Linked DNA regions of Rattus norvegicus: region 2 is linked to region 1. A link is a contact called in public Hi-C data. All regions are on one chromosome and are shown on one strand. The core of a region is the stretch at or near the end of the contact, and the rest is flanking DNA. Distances in the headings are between cores, read along the strand shown.

Region 1 (5,131 bases), core at 2,550-5,049:
GTGAGGGGCTACGCATTGGAGCATGCTTGGCCTTTCAGGGGTTCACATCCTGAGAATAATCTCCTTCCTCTAGCAGCCTAAACTGACAAAAGCTCTTCGACTGGGCTGGGGGGGCTCCCTCCATTCCCATCCATGCTAAAACATTGGCTGGCTTGATGGTGGGCAGGTCTCATAAGGGCAGCTGTGGCTGCTGGGAGGTTGTGAGAGCAGCGTAGCCTGCTGATACCTTTCCCTCATTGGCAGCCTCGATCCTGGGCTTCAGATCAATACATTCCCACTGAGACAGTCAACGTCTCCCAGCGGTGTCGTCAGTATTCCAGGGGTATTGAGATCGTACAGCAAGCAGGGCTTTCTTTGGATGGATGCTTTAAATATGTCTGCCTGCATGTCCCCGCCGGAGTTCCTTCACTCAGAAACAGTGTGTGGTTATCGGTGACCTCAGTACCTCTCAGGGTCCTGGGCCCATGATCTGGGTCTAAGACATGCTTACCTGTCTGGCCAAATGAGACTTACCGGATTAAGAGGGTGTTTGGGAATTCTCTGGAAGTCTTGTTTAACAGTGTGACTCTGGTCTCCCAGGTTGATGAGCAGTTCCTTCCGCTGGCGGGAAGCGCCGGTTGGCTCCCGCAGTCAGAAATTCTTCCCCTTGTGACTGTGAGTGTGTTGTCATAGAAGGGGCAAGCAAGGCTGAGAGTCAGGAAGGTCTGTTAAGGTCAACGAGGCTGACACACGAGGCCAGGCTCAAATGCATTATTGATTTAAAGGGTAGTCTGGCAGTTTTAAAGACCGTTCTCGAGTATTTTACTCTCTGTCCCTCTGGTGGATGGTGGGAATGTACTTTTTCTGTGCCCACTGTAGTTCACTGGGGCCGCTGAAATGTGAGCAGAAGTTGTGGGAGTCTGGGTGACTCTCCACGTTGCTTCCTCCCCGTGTTGTGGGCAAAGGAGGCCCCTCTACTTAGGCTCCTACCTCATTGTAGAAAATCCCCCCTCACATGTACTGAACACATAACACCAGGAAGACAGAAACCCTTCCTGTGTCAGGTCACCAAGGCCTGGGGGTGGGGGTGGGGTGCTTTCCTGACACAGCCTTTCCTTCCCTGAAGGACACAGAGGACCCGAGGCAGGTGAGAGGCCAGATGGGAGGGAGCCCAGGGCCAACAGCTGAGTTGATACTGTTTTTGATGGAGTGGGTCACCGAGGCCAGAGAGTGACTCCCACTTAAGACGGTTTTGTGGCGTACGCTGACTGTTGGTCACAAGTGGCAGGGAAGGGGACAACAGAAGTCGCAAGAAAGAGTGTTTGTCCTGCCTGAGTAGCTTGACCTCAGAGATGGCTGGCTCCCGGCAAAGTAGGTATAACCCAAACTTCCCACGTTGGGAGTGGAGTTCAGCTGTGGGTGAGTTATCCTCTGAGCACACATGGCCAAAGGATAAGGCTAAGGTGAAGCCACTCACACAGGACTGAGTTTCTTTTGGGGTGGTGGCATCTGTACCTTCTTCCTACAACTATCTGCATTCCTGGGTGCTGAGCCTGCCAACAGGGGCAACCGTATTCCCTGGGCAGTGGGAATGGCCCAGGGCCAGGTAGCTGGCAACCGTGTACAATGAGGATTGTTAAGTGCACGCTGTCAGGAAGAAGGGCACATAACTGGCCCAGGAACTCCAAATGGATTGAAGCTGCCAGTCACTAAACCAGGACTTAAGGGCCTGCTTCTGCATTTAAACACCCTTCCACCACACACACACACACACACACACACAGTTACAGAACACAAGCCTTCCTTTCAAGGCTGGCGGGTGCAGAGAAATACCGAGCTTCCTGAAGACCTGGACGCAACATGGAAAGTTCTCCGTGTTTGGGGTCTTGGAACAGAGTGTTCATGGAGCTAGTCTTATGATTCACAGTCCTGAGTTCACCCTGTGGTCAAGCCAGAGAAAAACTAGGAGGGAGCCAGGTATCTGGAGTGAATTAACTCTCCCTTCCTCTCCCCCTTCTTACCCCCCCCTCTCTCCTCTCTCTCTCTCTCTCTAATTGTGAGGAGTTCTAGAAACTAGAACTGATCTTAACAACCAAGCCTCCGCACATAGACAGTTTTGACAAGTAAGGAACAAAAAAAATCTCTGGAAGGGACTTCAGGATTGAAGACGTAGGGAGTCTTGTCCTGCTTCTCCAGAGCATGCTGCTCTGGAGTCTAAGGCAGCTAGGGACACACGAAGCCTCAGGAGGATGCAGGCTAGTTCTATGCAAACATGACGCTATGCTCTCCCTGTAAGGGACCCTGTAAGGTAGCATGGGTTCTGGCTGTGACCACCTCCCCAGCAGACTCAGAGAGGAGACTGTCATGATGGAGGCAGCTCGCAGTGGTAACGGTGATGGAGCTCGTGCTGCTCCTTCCTAAAAGGTCCCGCTGACGAAATGCTCTCACCTGAGTCTGCCTCAGATTCCACCTCCAGGAACTGAATCACACATTGGTGGTTGCTCAGGAATGGTCATGCATGTGTACAGAAAACATGCAAGTTTTGTTTATTCCATATTTTTTGTATTTCATTGTTAGTTTTTATATATACATATGCTATACATGGCACTATACTATATAGATTGAATATTATGTATTACATGTTACATACATATTATGTAAGGGGAGTTTCATACCAGTGTGTATGTTTCTTGTCATTTTTTTAATTACCTAGGTGTGTTTTGTTTTGTTTAAATATAAGGAACAGTGTGTGGTTAAAAATCAATTCTACTGATCTTGTAAAAACATCCCTGACTCTGTATTTCTCGTGACCTTGCGACCTCACGTCCCACCTACCTGACCACACCCAGGTCGTCACAGCAGTCTCACGCCAGTCTCTTCCCTCCTTCTGACTCAGTCCCAGCAGTCTGTTTGGCACACTGGGGCCTCAGCTAACAGTTGATGAATTACATCCTGTATAGTGGGGCCCTGGGCTGAGGAGAGGTGGGGGGCAGGGCGATGTTCTTGGTCAGAATTTATGCTAAGTCAAAGTTAAGGCCCCAACTCCCAGCAGACAGCACGACTGCCTTCATTCTTGCTGGTTCCCACACACCCACGCCAGGAAGAGGGAAGGGACAGCATGCCCCCAACAGTTGGAGGATCTGTAGTCTTCCTCCTGTGAGAACACCAGTCTCTGAGCTGGGCTCCATCTTCCTGCACTGGCAAACGGTTTTCTTGTCTCCCCCTGGGCACTTTTCCCAGGAGGATCCACTAGATGGCCTGCACTGAACGCCGCCTTTCAGGAGCATGCCTGCTGAGGGAAGGAGGGAAGGACGGCTTCCTAGCCTTCCTGTTTAGCTCTCTGCTTCTCCTTCACAGTTCATTCAGGTAAATCTCCTGCAGTGTAGCCATACTAACCATGCAACGAACTCCACATTAAACCATAGGCAAAGGGCTGGGGAGTGAATGTCGAGACTTGTCTTTAGTCAGAGCTCTGACTGGAAGCACACACAGAGAGTGATTTCTGAGTCACACCATGGACAGAGAAAAAAATGAATAGTGAAACAAGCCCAAGGCTTACTACACAAACTAGATTGAATAAAGAGAAATGACTAGACCTTGTACTGGTGGGGCTGGGGTAACTCCAGCTCCATGGCACTTTAGGGGCAGGCACATGGTGGGTTTTTGTAGATATGCCCTTAGTTAGAAAAGCTAAAGATGGTTTGAACTCTTTGACTTCGAAGATTCTAAAAGCTAGGAAAAAGCAATCAGTATTTAAAAAAAGTTTGTCCCTGCTACTTGTAGTAAAGAAAACTTGGAAAGAAGCCCAGGGGCGGCTGGTAGGGCTGACTCAGCCAATGAGCAGCAGAGAAGAAGGAAAGCACAAAACAGTCCCGCCCCTGGATACAGGAAGTCGTGCTGAGGGGCTATTTTCTCTGGTTAAGTGTAGATTTGTGACTTTGGGGATGAGGGTTAGGAGCAGAGTGCTTTTGTCTGTGTAAACTTACACACACAATGACTGTTACCACACATGAACAAAACCCGAAACTCTGTTGGATCCCCAAGCCCAGCTCGTGAGGCCAAGGCGAAGGATCGTGAGTTCTAGGCCAACCTGGGGTACGTAGTGGACTCACTCACAAACAACAAAGCAAACTCAACAGCCACCTTCTGTTGGAGGACGTGAGCCAATTCTAGAGTAGATCTAGATACACTGCTGTGGGAGCAGCGTATTTTAGTCAGTCTGGCCTCCTGTGACAAAATGCTGCCAACAGGTAGAGTTCACCAGAGCTTGGCATTCCAGAGGTCAACAAGTCTCGTAGGAGTCGTTCTGAAAAGAGGATAGGTCGGAACCCTCTCTTCTTCTCTTCCTGTCTCCTCTGTGCGATCGCCTCTGCTGTGCAAAGATGTAGAGAAAAGATCCTGTCAGAGAGAAACCTCTTGATCTTGGCCTCCTGGCCTCCTGAATGGTTGAGAAGGGCATCCCCGAAATTCATAAATACTCCAGCCTCATGTACTCCGCTACGGCCTCACAAGACAGATGAAGACTCTATGCCACGAGAGATGATGGTTTGACCTACAGTTATGGAGAGAGAGATGCAAATACTTAATCCATTTCAGGGACCAGATCCATTAATACCCCAGTCAGAGAGAAGCCCGAACTGGCTTTCCTTGTGGACCTCATCAGGAGTGGTTAAGGCTCAGTGGGGAAGGCTGGTCTCTCATAGGCTAGCCCACACATGCTAAGGTAAATTACTATCTGTTCATTCTAGCACTGTCAATCGTGTGCTTTAGACATAGCACGTGAACCTAAGATCAGGCTGTTACAAGATTCTACAATGTCCCGTCTTGTCTCACAGCCTAGCATTAATTTGAACTCGTTGCTGTTTTGCTTTGAGGTTGTTGTTGTTCTTGTTTTGTAAATATATGTGACTATTTCTTTGAGAATTTCATCAGTGAAATTGATCATATTCACCTTCCTTTCCTTATAACTCTTCCCAGACCCTCCACCCCACCCAATTTCATGTCCCTGCACATTTGTTTTCCAAGACAGGGTCCCTCTGTGTAGGCCTGGCAGTCCTGGACTAACTCTGTAGACCAGGCTGGCCTCCAACTCAAAGAGTCACCCAGCCCATTTAGTAACCCATCAAACCCAGTTCCTGCTGCCTATCTACTT
Region 2 (5,050 bases), core at 1,993-4,492, 200 kb after region 1:
CTGCTGTCTTAGTCACTCTCTTTGCTGCTCTGATTACCTTCCTGACCCACAAGGAGATGTTTATCTTGGCTGCAGTGTAAGAAGGGCTAGGGTCTGTGGTGGCAGGGAACAGATGAGGGTGGGAGCTGGCTGTTTGTACTGTTTACAGTCAGCAAGCAGAGAGTGGAAAGAAAGGGAGGCCTGCTCACAAAACCCAGGCTCGCTGCTAATGACATACATACTTCCTGCCATGTCTCCACCTTCCCAGACGATGCCCCCAAGGGCCTGTGTGCGGATTTCACATTTACAGCACACAGTAAAGAGAAGATGCTGAGGAAGATGGCTGAGAAGCAAGCTAGAGTTTGGTGTGTGAGTGTAGACTGATTGGCAGGTAATATGGGGGACCATTGCTTTCCTTAGCTCTGAATAATTCTATCTGAAAACTGCTATGCAGTGCTCTTCCCGTCTTTGAGAACAGGTTTTCTTGATGGATGTCTCTGTTTGAAGTGGTTCAGGGAGGAGCTCCATCACTAGGAGAAATAGACCAATAATGTTATGTTAGCAGCTGTTCAATCTAGACAGTAAACAGTTAAGACAGTCATTACCTATAGGGCCATGTGACTTTTACTTTTCTGTGTTTGAACAATTTAAAATAGACAGAATGGTATTTTCCATCCTGCAGCAGTTACATTTGAGGCTGTGTTTAAACTGTAGACTCAGAACGCTTTTAAGGGAAGTTCCCCCCCTCCCCCACTTAGTTTAAAAAGCCAAAACAAAACAAAAAAATCAAAAATAACAAAATAAACAACAGCCCGAGCCAACCCAAACTCGCTGTAATGACAAGGTTTATTTGTGGTTCAGGGCCTGGGCTGCTCTTACTGTTTTGTTGGTCCTGGATCAGTCTCACAGACTTCTAGATTCTGTAGACCTATGCTCTCATTTTAACTATTTCTGGGCCAGATGCCTTTCTTGTTCAGTAAATTGAACTAAAGTGGCTGCCTGCTCTCTGTGCTGCAAGAATTTGACATGGAAAAATAGAGGAAAAATTTTACCTCTTCTTTCTGAGTGTGGGATGGTGCCTTCTGGTGCAATGAGGTGCTGGCAATGCGGGGCGGGGCTGACACGGGGCAGGGCGGGTTGATGGTGGGGGGCGGGGCTGACACGGGGCAGGGCGGGTTGATGGTAGGGGCGGGGCTGAACAGGGTAGAGCGGGGCTGATGGTGAGGGGCGTGGCTGACACGAGGCGGAGCTGATGGTGAGAGGCGGGGCTGGCCGGGGAGATGGTGTCTGTGGTCTTGCAGCCTGGCAAGGATGACACTGCTTCAGCAGTTGTCATTCACCTGAGTCGTTTACTCTTTCCAAGATAAGCATGAACATAAATGTCTTAAGGGGATGTCCCCGGGGGCCTGAGCAGCATCCAGCTCTCCCTCATTGAGATTTGGCCTTGTCCCCGTAGGATAAATATACATGCAATAGACAGCTTTGGTGTCTTCTCATAGTTGAGGGTCTTTCCTCCCCCCTTTCAGAGTTTTCTTTAAAAATTTAACTACTGGTTGTATCTTTCTCATTTGTTTTCAGCTTTGGCATCTTTGTCTTCACTTCCCTTTATGTTTCCTGTATTAGGAAATAGTGTTTCTAAACTCTGCTTGTAGGTCAGGCAGACTCTTTTCATTGAGAGATGTGTTGACAAGGTCTGGTCAAATGAGAGCTGCAATGGTTTGTTTTAGACTCCTTTCAGAAGTATGTTATCCCGCTGCAAGATGAGTGGAAAGGTGTTGTCATTAACCTGGTATTTATTAGATCCTCCCAACTAATTCAGGATTACAGAGTTTATTATTTCTCTAAGTGCCGTTTTCTCCCTAGCCTCTAGTTTGCAGTTAATTTTCAGAATGAGCCCTTGGCTTATTCTTTGACCAACTTGCTTTGGTGCCATTGGCCTTGGTGTGCCATAGTCTGTAATCTCCAAAATAACCGTACTGTTTAATCTCAGGCCTTGGGAAGTTCAGCTGTGGTACTTTTTGGTGTGAGCCCGAGTGTTTCCTTTGGTGGTGCAGCTGCAGGTCTTTTCTCCAGGCTGCAGCTTTTCCGTGTTGAGAGTGTTTTAGCTGTGGGCTCGGGGCAGCCTCTCCCTCACTTAGGTGCTCCCTTCTAACTGGGGCTGGAATGATGGTGGGCCGTCTTATCCTTTACTTAGGTATGAGAGTTGCTTTAATGACTGTTGCTGAGCTAGTAATGGCCAGAGTGAGCTGTAATATACACTATTAGTACCCAGACCACAGTTCCTTCCCTCCCTGCCCCTGTGGATACTACTGCCTCTTGAGGGCAGGGTTAATATAAAATACAAAGTATACAGTTGCTTGATATAAAGTTAATTCTGAACTTTTTTTGAATAGCTAATTGAAACATAGATTTTCTTAATTTTTTCATACTGTTTTATTTATTTGTGTGGTTTTCCCTTGGTATTTATTTATTACTACAGTTATTTAAGCTGTTTAACCATGTGGCTGTCTTTATAATCATAGTAACGTCATAATCATAGTAATAGTTTAATATAATGAATCTTACACATGCATGCACACTCACTCACTCACACATATTTTGAGGCAGCACTTCCAGATATAAGAGAGGCTTGGCCTGGCCTGGATCCTTCTATTTATCCTAGTCTCCCAAGTGCTGGGATTATAGACATGCATCACCATTTTGTATTTTGAAATTTTTGAATTTGACTCATTTTGCATTTTTTACAGAATAAAAATATTATTGTGTAAAACTCTGGCAATGCAGACACTGATTGGCAACAGCTTATCTTCCTCCTGGCCTTGTTTGTTAAGAAGCTAGGACTCAGTATTCTCCTTTAATCTTCTCCATTACATTGGACTGAAAGACTAACCAGGGGGTTCTTGGGCTGTTCATTGTCTCTCTGGCTGTCAACCATTGGAACTAAGATTGCTAGAATAGGCAGCCATGCTGGGCAGACAGCGTCACCAAGTGGTATAAACTGTACCAGGATCCAGTGGAATTAATTCACCATGTTGTTTCCTGTATTCGTCCCTCAGTCACATCCCTCAGTCACACGTTGTGTTGAAGACTGGCATTGTGGGAGGGGTGATGAGGGAAGGCTCTGGCCTCCTGGACACCTGCTCTTCCTAATGTAGAGGCGGCAGTCAGGAATGAGGCGGACATCGGCAAGAGTGAGGGAGGTAGGGGTGCACTTGTGACAGACAGATGGCTGAGATTTTGTGGCTGGTCTTGGGGTGTGATCCAGGTGAGGTCAGCAGTTTCTCTCCTGGGCTTGTTGCCCTCTAAGCCATGTAACATGGCAGGGCCCAGGCCTTCAGCAGACTCTCCTGTCTTTAGCCTGAGAGTCTTCTGTTGGGAATCACAAATCCTGTCTGGGAGTCCATTGAAAGGACATTGAACAAATGTTCAGGTATGGCCCCCGATGAGGATCCGAGGCTTTGCTTTATCTGGTTTTCAGGGGAGTGTTCTCCACATTCATGTTGGTGTGGGGTTGTGTTTATAGATGTCGCGTGGCTATTCATTTCATGTTCTTTGTGCATTACTGGGCCCTCCATACAGTTCACTGAAGATTCTAGCATCCAGGCAGGAATTCTACCTGTCTTGGTTTTGAAATTTTCCCATCTGAACATCCTAGATCACCATGGACTGTAAAATCAGAATTTCTCCAGTGACGGTGTAAAAGAACAGGAAAAGGGAAGGGAAGTGGGAAGGGAGGAAGACAATGCCCGGAAACACTGCAGTCTCTGAGCGGATGTGTCTGTCTGTCTGTCTGTCTTGAGGGCCCCTCACTGAGAAAACAGGAAAATAGAACCTAGGGCTTGGGCACCTCCTGGGCATTGAGTCATTTCTGCCTCAGTTTAGTTACTTAAACAAACAAACAAATTGTCAAGTAAAAGTGGCTCTAGTTTTCTCTGTACACACAAGTCCTGAATAGAGTTTTTAAAACATGTGTGGAACGGTGAATCTCTAGTTAGGACGGATCCATCACCCTAAAACCTTCAGCGTGTTCTTCCTTTGATTTCCCAGTGATAAGAGAGAGCTAGGAAATAACTCCTCTGAGTGCTCTTGGAGGAAGCACCGGGGTGGAGTGAGGTGGGTGGTCACAGATTAGACTGTCCTACAAGCCTTCTCCAAAGCCAGGCCCTGGGCCTCTCCAGCTAGCTATCTGGGTTTTGTATGATCACATTTTAATAATTTTAATGGTGACTAGGGTTCCCTCCCCCCCTTCCCCCCCCACACCCGTTTTATACAGCTCTTGGTTTTTGAGTGTTGGATTAAGGTTGTAGTTTTCAGTCTGTAGGCTTTAGACTCCCATGTCAAGGCAAATTCCTGACCTTCCCTGTGTATTGTTCTTCAAGCGCAGCATACGAGGGTGAGTGCATGGGACAGCTGGTGTCTGTAAGGAACAACAGGGGTGTCTGGCCCTGGAGAGGCAATCTCCCCCCCCCCCCAACTCTTCTTCCTTTCCCTCCTCCTCCCCCTCTTCCCCTTCCTCTTCTTCCTCTCTCCCCTCTCCCCTCCTTCCCCCTCCTCTGTCCCCTCCCTGCCCTCTCCTCCCCCTCCCCTTCCCCTCCTCTCCTTTGCCTTCTCCTCCCCACTTCCTTTAGATTGTGTGTTCTGTGAAGATGTTGTAACTCACTGACCATCCCTGGATGGTCTGAAGGGAGGTACTGCTTACATGGAATTACCTAGAAGGAGAGGTCATCGCAGGGGCTCGAAGGGGCTGGCTCCTGTTGAGCTTGCATGTACAAAGGCAGGTTCCTCTTCTTTATTATTTGTTGAAAACCATTTGCTGACTGCCCACTATGTGCAGGCCTGGATTGGTATTGATGGTGAGGACTTAGAGTTCAATAATTAGTGACTTGCCATCTCTTTTTTCCCTCCTTCCCCTTTTTTTCTAGCACCTTAAATAACAACCACCACTAAGAAACAGCTTCTAGCCTGGTAAAGGGAGGGAGACTGTCCCTACCTACAGTTTGCCCATGTCTGCATATGTCTTGTCTCTGGGGTCCTGTTAGCATGGTTGGTTAGTGTGAATGAGAGGACAACA

The links. Hi-C and Micro-C count contacts between places; a contact is called where the count stands out from the background.
Region 2: a Hi-C map of frontal cortex shows a contact between it and region 1, with 2.2 times the contacts expected there. The contact joins two enhancer-like sites. A contact is called at or near these places in 4 of 12 Hi-C or Micro-C datasets (the A7r5 cell line, frontal cortex, hepatocytes and 1 more) and 1 of 1 datasets of contacts at active chromatin or transcription factors (oligodendrocytes).

Annotation. Positions count from the first base shown.
Region 1 is chr9:49,546,687-49,551,817 of GRCr8, forward strand. No RefSeq gene overlaps it. Among named protein-coding and RNA genes, the nearest start is that of Rfx8, 32 kb to the left of the region's middle. Within about 2 kb of position 3,800, at least 44 of the 93 cell types and tissues checked have an H3K27ac peak or open chromatin away from gene starts, as enhancers often do.
Region 2 is chr9:49,745,534-49,750,583 of GRCr8, forward strand. The region is part of intron 2 of Map4k4 (mitogen-activated protein kinase kinase kinase kinase 4); the gene reads left to right. Among named protein-coding and RNA genes, the nearest start is that of Map4k4, 51 kb to the left of the region's middle. Within about 2 kb of position 3,243, at least 12 of the 93 cell types and tissues checked have an H3K27ac peak or open chromatin away from gene starts, as enhancers often do.